Regions from separate parts of the Macaca mulatta genome. Here region 1 is linked to region 2. A link is a contact called in public Hi-C data. All regions are on one chromosome and are shown on one strand. Each heading gives the region's core, a stretch centred on a gene start, on an enhancer-like site or on the middle of the called end of the contact. The rest is flanking DNA. Distances are from core to core; before and after follow the strand shown.

The links. A called contact is a pair of places that touch in the nucleus more often than the background predicts.
Region 1: a contact with region 2 is called in a Hi-C map of liver, with 3 times the contacts expected there. The contact joins the promoter of HNRNPLL here to the promoter of GALM in region 2. A contact is called at or near these places in 3 of 14 Hi-C or Micro-C datasets (CD4 T cells, cortical neurons and liver).

The regions. Positions count from the first base shown.
Region 1 is chr13:86,356,890-86,361,238 of T2T-MMU8v2.0, forward strand. HNRNPLL (heterogeneous nuclear ribonucleoprotein L like) reads left to right here and starts at 2,201. Exons shown (of 13, transcript XM_077959704.1): 1 at 2,201-2,269; 2 at 2,532-2,694. The coding sequence starts at 2,660.
Region 2 is chr13:86,286,324-86,290,776 of T2T-MMU8v2.0, forward strand. It overlaps GALM (galactose mutarotase), which reads right to left and starts at 2,639. Exons shown (of 7, transcript XM_015112146.3): 1 at 2,169-2,639. The coding sequence starts at 2,358.

The sequences.
Region 1 (4,349 bases), core at 951-3,450, 70 kb after region 2:
GGCCTAGTAAATCCAGTTGTGAGTGAATAAAATTTACCAAACTAAATTCACCTAGCATATGAAAATGTACACAAAACAAAATTAACAGGTAGTTGCTCATACTTAAAAGATATTTAGTGCTTCTCATCACTCTTGATTATTTCACATAATATTCTATTGTTTTCTTTCTCCGAAAAAATAATTGTTTTAAGCTCTCAGCTCTTCTGCCGCTTTTACTTTGAGCAAATTAAAAATATCTTGGGAATGGCCCATCTCACCTCATCAAAGAAGTTTCCTTTGTATCAAGTTTATTAATCCGCTCATCCTTTCCTGATCTTTGATACTGAGACAGCTATAAAAAGGACAATGGATGCTAAAGATAACACACGAAGTAGGTTTGTTAGACCTTTTTTTTGACCCTTGGTATCTTCAGCTTTCTGAAGGCCAGGTAGTGTCTGCATTCTGAACATGTTAGGGGACATATGAATCCATAGGACATATTTCAAGCAGAATTGTATCGTTTCCCTTGCTGCTATTTTACTTTCCCAAACCATTGCAGAGCTTTTTGCCAATGACATTTTCTCATCTGCAGCCAGCTCTGCGGCTACCTTTTGCTATTTCTTCTGTCGACTTCCATTTTAATTTAAAAAATAAATTAATAATTTTTTTAGTTCTGTTTTGTCAATGTATACCTGCAGCCGCACATACATTTGATTATAGCTGCATAGTATGGAAAATCTTGCAATTGGATTCCAAAATGATAGGCGGTGTAATTTACAACGTACAAAAAGTGTTACATTAAAGCACTCTCAGCAATAAATAAAAATAGCTTTTTTGGAGGAGGAAATAACTTTGGAGAGAACTAGGCTGGAGGAAGCAATCTACACTGTTAGGAAAGGAACAGCCACATCTGGGGAAGCATCTGAGGGACAAGGACAACAGAAACACAAGAGGCTCTCGATCTCAGCTAATCCTCCAAGAGGCACCTGACAGTGGGCAGTTAGGTTACCTTGATTTGCCAGTTTCTCTCCTGAAAGATACACTGGACCTTTATTTCCCAAGGACTACTCATTCAGCATTGTTGAGTACCTAAACTGTGCTGGAGATTGCACAGGAACTGGGCTTGCGAAAATGAAAATTGCACACAGTTCCTGTCTTCAGGCGCTCCCAGAGTTTTTAAAACAGAACATCTTAAGAGGGAGTTATAAGGGGCCCTGTTACAAAAAGAGAGCAGCAACTAAAATCTTGGAAGAGCCCTCAGGACGCCACAGAGGAAGCAAGCTGTGGTCACATAATTTCCAAAGGCTTTTGTATCTTTCGACAATAAATGATCAAGTGAAATACAACACTGCCCGGAAGAGAAAGAATTGGGATGGAGGATGAGATTTTATATGCAAGGATTAAAACATATTTAACTGGAGCAGGGACTTACGGGACAGGCAAGTCCCTTACATTGTCAGTAAAGGGCGCAGGTTACAAACGAGTTGTAACTGTTCAGACCTACGCGCGCCCGCGTGCAGCGCCTCCTGCCGACGCGCGCCTCGCAGCCTTCAGTCGACGCTGACAGCTGTTCTCCAACACCCAGCTAGGGGCGGGAGAGTCTGCCCACTTCTACCAGATTTTGAACACAAAACAGTGGAAAGACCACTTTCATGGCTCCAAGCCGTTTTCTCCCTTCATCGCCTGCAATTTTGGGGCTCTTCGGGGGGTATGTCTGCTGGGATTTTAGAGGTTTTCTTCCTCGTTCTCTTTTGAAGAGGTGACACAAAGCATTTAAATTAGCGGTAGGGCGGTTAACACCCGCAGCCCTGGCCTCCCTGCACTTCTCGTCGCTCGTCCGTGTTCGCTCCACGCCTGGCCTCGGGTAGGAGCCGCACAGCGCCAACGGTCGCGGGGTCGCAACGGCTCCCAGGCGGCGCGCGGCGGACGTTGCGCGCCGGGCCTCGCAGGACGGCAGCGAGTTCAGAAGGCGCAGGGAGGGAGGCGAGGCCGAGCCGCGGGCGGCTTTTGACGAACGGCCCTCACAGCCAATGGAAAACCCGGTCGACTTTCCCGCCCCTGCCAATAGGGAGCAGGACCCGGGCCGGGGGGGGCGCTTCCCGCAGGCTGCGGTGGATTCGATCCTGAGCGACGGCCGCGAAGGCGGGGGCGGAGGCTCGGCCTGCGCAGCTGGGAGCGGCTTAGGGGAGGAGGGAAGACCGGAAGCCACGGTCGCGTCCCCATCCTTAGATTCGCTCCTCCGGGCAGGGAGCGGAGACTGAGGAGGAGGGAGAGGCTGGATGTTGGCTCGGTAATTGAGGGGAGCGGCCGCTCCGGAGCCTCTTCCCGGGGCGCCCCCCTCAGTCCGTCCGCGCTTCTCAGCCGCCCGTCTCCTGGCCGCGCAGTCCCCGCGGACGGCCGGGCCGCGGAGACCCTCGCAGAAGAGGCGCTGCCGGCGGCGAGGACTGGCCGGCGGCATCCGAGGCGCGCGTCCCACCGCCACCGCCACCCCCACCCTCCTGCCCGCCGGTCCCTCCGGTCGCCGCCATGTCCTCCTCCTCTTCCTCCCCCAGGGAGACGTACGAGGAGGACCGGGAGTACGAGAGCCAGGCCAAACGTCTCAAGACCGAGGAGGGGGAGATCGACTACTCGGCCGAGGAAGGCGAGAACCGCCGGGAAGCGACGCCTCGGGGCGGGGGCGATGGCGGAGGCGGTGGCCGGAGCTTCTCCCAACCGGTAACAAAGCGCGGCCCCCCTGTCCGCTGTGCCTGGCTGCTCCCCGGGAAGCAGGGCCGGTTGGCGGGGCCTCGGTGCGGGGCCTCCCGCTCGCTTTATTAGCCTTTTCCGCTGCGCCGACCCGGTTGGCGAAGCGCCCACTCTTCTCTTTGGGGCTTGTATTCTGGGCTCTACCTGTTTCCCGCATCCCGACTGCGAACCCGGCCCTGTCTTGGCCGCAGGCCCCACAGCGAGTCCACTGCCGAGCCCTGAACTTGGGGAGGGTCGCGGCGCGGCGGCGGCGGGGAGGCGTCGCTTCCGCTCTGGAGGGTTTCGCGGCTCGGAGAGCTCTTTGTTAGTTTAACTCCTCGGGCTCGGGGCCAGCGTCGGGACCACCGGTTGCCTTTAGCCCCTATGCCCGCAGCATCTGCGCGCTGGTCACCATCCCGGGATGGTTGCGTCGGTTCCACCGGGGGCTCTCCGCCTCGAATCTATGGAGAGCCGTAATTAAATAACAGATTATGCCTTGGCGTTCACATGCTAGTTCCTTTGAATGTTTCATTTAAAAAATTTTTAAATTAAACTCTTTATAAGCATGGCGTGCATCCTTTGCTCTACCCAGTTTTGTGATGATTGCTCAGTGCACTTTTTACCTCTTCGGTTACAACACTTTAACAGAAGTGTTGGCAGCTGTTGGTACACCCCTACCTTCAAGTAAAACAAATCTTAAAATTACTAAAGTTTCTCTTTGGTAATTTATTCCACATTTGCCCCATGAAAGGATGAACTGAGCTAAGGGCTGCATTAAACGCACATTCCCAGAGCCTTGTCTTTCTCTTACCAGAAATGTTAGCGGGAGACAGAAGGAATGTGATCATTTTGTCCACAGCAAGTAGTTAGCTTCAGTTGGATGGAGACTTTAAGGAAACAAAGCGGAGCAAACGTTATTGCCCTTTTTTGGTGCACTTAAGCTGTTTTAATGACTTAGATGTTTTTTAAACATTTAACACGTGAATTGTGATTAATTCTGCAAACTTTAGCAGAATTACGAAATTGTACACATATATCCTACTATTAGGTTAAAAGGATTTTTACCTTACCTTTTGAAAACAAGACGCACATTAGAAGCCCTTTATAGCCGTTTGAGTTTTTAAATAAAAATAAAAAAGGCTGGTCAGTAGTCCCCAGCGTTAGTTTCCAGTTACTAGGATGTGAGGGCGAACTTTGCAACACATTTAAAAAAGGAACTTTTTCTCTCAGTCTTACGGTGTTAGCTATTACTTTAGATTTTTGTGCCTAGCTGTTTGAAATATTCAAAATGTAACTTGGAAGTATGAATGAAGGAAATGCATTTTTTCTTAGGAAGTTTCAGTTCAAAGCCAACTCTTGTGGAAATTGGTAACAGGAATATAACTGATATTTAGATGTATTTGTTCAGTGTACCGCGTTGCTAGAAATCTTGCTTGAGTTTTTGTGTAGCATCATGAAATGTCTTCAAGCATTTTGGAAAAATACTTAAATCAGTTTATAAAAAAATTGTTTTTGAAGACAGCCAAAGCATTAAATCATCAGTAGTATTATTTTGGATATTGGGAAGAAAATAACATAATTAATGTATCCAAAGCGAAGTGTATGGAGCGGTGGAAATGGCACTGAGTAGGGTTTGGGGATGGTCA
Region 2 (4,453 bases), core at 1,389-3,888:
CAGTTTATTGTTAACATAGGTTTTAATGCACTCGAAATATAGTATCACACCATCAAAATAGTAACAGAGTGCTGTATATCTCCCCTGCAAGAGTCACAGCCCACACCTCTACAACAAACACTGGTTAACAAGAGAAAAGCAAAACATCTGGGCACAGTGGCTCATGTCTGTAATCCCAGCACTTTGGGAGGCTGAAGTGGGAGGATTGCTTGAGGCCAGTAGTTCGAGGCTGCAAGTGAGCTATAATTGCACTACTGCACTCCAGCCTGGGTGACAGAGTGAGATTCCCCCTCTAAAAAATAAATTAAAAAGCCAAACAAATGTATTTGATTATAGTTTTATGTGACAAAGGAGCTTTCAGAATGAAGACCCACAGATACAGGGAAAACAATCCATTTTTATGCTTAGGTCCAGTGAAGCATGGACAGCCATGTAGAAATATGATTGGACAAAAAAGGTAGGATCTGTTGCTAATAGAGGGAGTGGGGAAACTTGGCAAGGCCTGTGTTCAGATTTTTCTTGGCCTCCCCATGCAGCATTCCTTCCTCCCAGGTATGGGGCAGGACTCCTCTGAAATGAGGGTCTTACTTTCTTTATGGTCAGCTGTTACACAGAAAGGCAGAGGGAAAGGTTAGAGTATATTTTTATTTTTTTGAGATGGAGTCTCACTCTGTCGCCCAGGCTGGAGTGCAGTGGCGCAGTCTCGGTTCACTGCAACTTCCGTCTCCCGGAAGCGATTCTCCTGCCTCAGCCTCCCAAGTAGCTGGGATTACAGGTGCCTGCCAGCAGCCTGGCCAACATGGCAAAACCCCATCTCTACTAAAATTACAAAAACATTAGCCAGGCATAGTGGTGTTCAACAGAAAGCTGGGTTTTGTTTTTTTACCTTAGGAATCTGAAATTTGCTCTCTGTTTTTTAAGATAAGAGTTTCACTCTGTCACCCATGCTGGAGTGCAGTGGCACAATCTTGGCTCACTGCAACCTCCGCCTCTCGGGTTCAAGTGATTCTCCTGCCTCAGCCTCCTGACTAGCTGGGATTACAGGCACGTGCCACCATGCTCAGCTAATTTTTTTGTATTTTTAGTAGAGACAGGGTTTCACCATGTTGGCCAGGCTTGTCTGGCCAACATGTAACCATGAGCCACGTTACATATCTGAAGAACCAGACAGAATGACACACCAAAAGGAAAACCTCAAACCTCCTCTCCAGCAGAATTTGTCTATGCCCCAACCACTAAGCAGAGAGTATTAACTCTCAGTTTCTCTTTGCCAGCTTTATTTCACACCTCATTTTCTGTCTAGTTACACCATGGTGCTAAGAGAGCATGATGTACATTTTCCTTTGCTGCAATCAAGCTGCAATTGTCATTCTTTATGCAATTACTGAGTTAAAGCTGCAATTGTCATTCTTTCTTTATGCAATTATTGAGTCAAAGTCTATCTCCCCAGCCAAACCACAAGAGTGGGGACCTTGTCTGTCCTGTTGAATGAGGGTCAATGGATTAATAGAGTTTTCAAATGTATGAATTAATGCCTGATCCTAATTGCCCATGGATTCTGGGATAAAAGTCAATCCTAGTTGGTAGGAGACCTGATCTCTAGACACTGAGTTGGTCTTGTCTATTTTGTTCCCTAAATGGTTATTGGGTAGCTGGTGTACTAGGCAACCACTGAGCTTACTGGAGCATTTCTGAGACAACCAGGCCTCAAAGAGAATCTGATCTTCCGGAAGAAGGAAGTAGAAGAGGCAAGTATTTGAATTTCCTTCTTCAAAAGGGAAGCACTGGGAGCCACACCCCCTCTTGCCTGCTCTTTCCTCTCCAGCCCTCTCAAGGGATCAGGCAGTTCAAAGATCAGGCAGTTCAAAGATCGCTCCAGGATCGCTGAAGTGTATCTTACTATCAGCTGACCTTTTACGTTAATTGGGGCAAAGCCTGAACGGATAACCAGAGGCCAACTCTCATAGCTTATTTATTACAGTTTTTCCCAAACGCCGGATGGCCACACAGCCCTCTGTTAGCCTGATGCACGCACTTGCAAGTCAGACAGTCCCAAGCTAGGCGACTTTCCCCCTTGGTCCCTCTCATTGCAAGTGGCCCGATAGATCCGGGAGGTGTGTAGCGTGGGTCTGGGGCCTGCTCGCAGCCCTCTGCCGAGTTCAACCCACCTTCCAACTCCGCGAAGCCAAGCACCACGTCTGAGGCTCTCCCCTGCCTGTCTTTGACCTCTAGGGCTGTGATCGTGCAGCCCCAGGAGATGATGTCCACTCTCAGGAGGTCTGACTGCAGCTGGAACTTTTCCACTGTCCCTCCTCCCGAGGGCAGCTCTCCAAACGCGGCTCTGGTCACCGAAGCCATAGGGAAAGTTCGGCGTGTGCAACTACTGCCCACTCTTCAAACTTGTTTTGCTAAGCTAGAGGCGACACAAGTTTACAGGAGCAGGGGCGTGACTCGGCTCAGACTCCTCCCTTTCCTTGCCTGGATTTAGGGAGTGACCGGTCCTGCAAAAAATAGCCCCTGGGGCCTTTCTAAATCATTCCTTTGCCTGAGGGTAACAAGAGGGGCAAACTTTGCAGCCACGCTTGCAGTTCTTTTCTTTGGCTTGCCCTGGTTGCATTGCATGTTGGGAATTGTAGTTTTTGGGAGGTGAAATTGCATTTTGGGGCCTGTAGTCTTTCTAAACTCGAATCCTGGGTTGACAGTGTTCTACCTCCATCTCCCCACACCTCAACATGTAATGAGCTGGTCATTAATGTCGGTGGCTATCAGACGAAGAGCGGGAAAATATAGATAGCAGACTTACAGTGAGACCGATCTTGGGAGAAAATTCTATTTTAACTCTTTGATACAAGGGGCAAGAAGTACAGTAGTAGTTGGCCGGGCGCGATGGCTCACGCCTGTAATCCCAGCACTTTGGGAGGCCAAGGCAGGGGGATCACGATGTCAGGAGAATCGAGACCATCCTGACTAACACGGTGAAATACCGTCTCTACTGAAAATACAAAAAAAAAAAAAAAAAGCCGGGTGTGGTGGCACATGCCTGTAATCCCAGCTACTCAGGAGGCTGAGGCAGGAGAATGGCATGAACCCGGGAGGCAGAGCTTGCAGTGAGCCGAGATCGCGCCACTGCACTCCAGCCTGGGCAACAGGGCGAGACTCCGTCTTAAAAAAAAAAAAAAAAAAAAGAAAGAAAAAAAAAGTACACTCATAGCTTAGAAATGAGGTAAATCATTTTGGTCTTCTCTGCACACAGACTTACTGAAGATCCATTCTTTTTGTCCCACGGATGAAGTCCTGGACTTCGTTCTGTTGGAGCCACTACCCAGAAGGCTTTCCTGACAGTCAAAGCTGTGCCAGCCTCGAGGAGCTTGGCCCAGACAGGGTCAGGTAGATGAATTAGGCCTTCCCCTCCGTGTGCGGAGGTGATTAGAGACAGCCTCAGACTCTCTTTACTTCAGGGGACTGGGAAGGGACCTCGGGTGTTTTCTGGCTCCTGAATTCCACAGTTCCTTTAAGAAGGGATTCAGGGAACAAGTATTTATTGAGGTCCTTGTAAATGCCAGGTACTGAACCTTTGTTATCTCCTTTTCTGCAAGTAGGATGGAGTCTTCAGGTATGTACAATTGGAGAGGAAAGACACTAAGGTCATTAAATAATTATCTTGCTTGATCGTGTCTCAGAATTAGCTGAGGACATTTAAAATGCATATTCCCAGGCCCACCTCTGGAATTTCTAATTCTGAAAGTCTAGGGTGAAACTCAGGAATCTGCGTTTTTCATATTCCCCAAGTTATTCTTCTGCAGATTATCTAGGACCATATTTAGAGAAATATTGCTTTAAGGCTTGATGACTAATCTGAAATTTTTTTTCCCCAAAAAAGTAGGCTCTGATGGCAGAAGGATTAAAATAAAGCTATTAAGGGCCTTAATGAGATAACATACAGGCACCTATGTATTTCCTTGCTAAGTCTGGCAACTCTAGAGGAGTACTGAGCCTAGGAAGTGGGAGGGTACTGGGAGCCTAAAGACAAATTTTACTCAAGCCATCTGCATAATCATCTATCTTTTCTTGATACTGCTCTTGGCTTGGCTCCTGGGTACTTCAGAGGGTATCCAACTAGACTGTGGTGAGTGCAGAAATGAAATGCATCTTTGATTAGGAAATTAGGAGAATTGGGATTATGTGCCTGGAATCAGATGCTAATGAAACATAATAACTATCTCTCAGCCTCTTCTGTCTGTAATTTAAGGAATATTTAGCATTCTTGCCATAGAGCCTCAATTCTCCATCATGAAGCAGAAGAATTCTGATAGCAATCGAAAAATAAAAAAGACTTGCAACAGGCTTCAGTGGAGCTCAACATATAATAATAAAAAGACCCAAACAAGTCAAATTATAGACTGCATCACACTCATACAATAACCAACAGGCACTCCTATGTGCTGCTTCATCA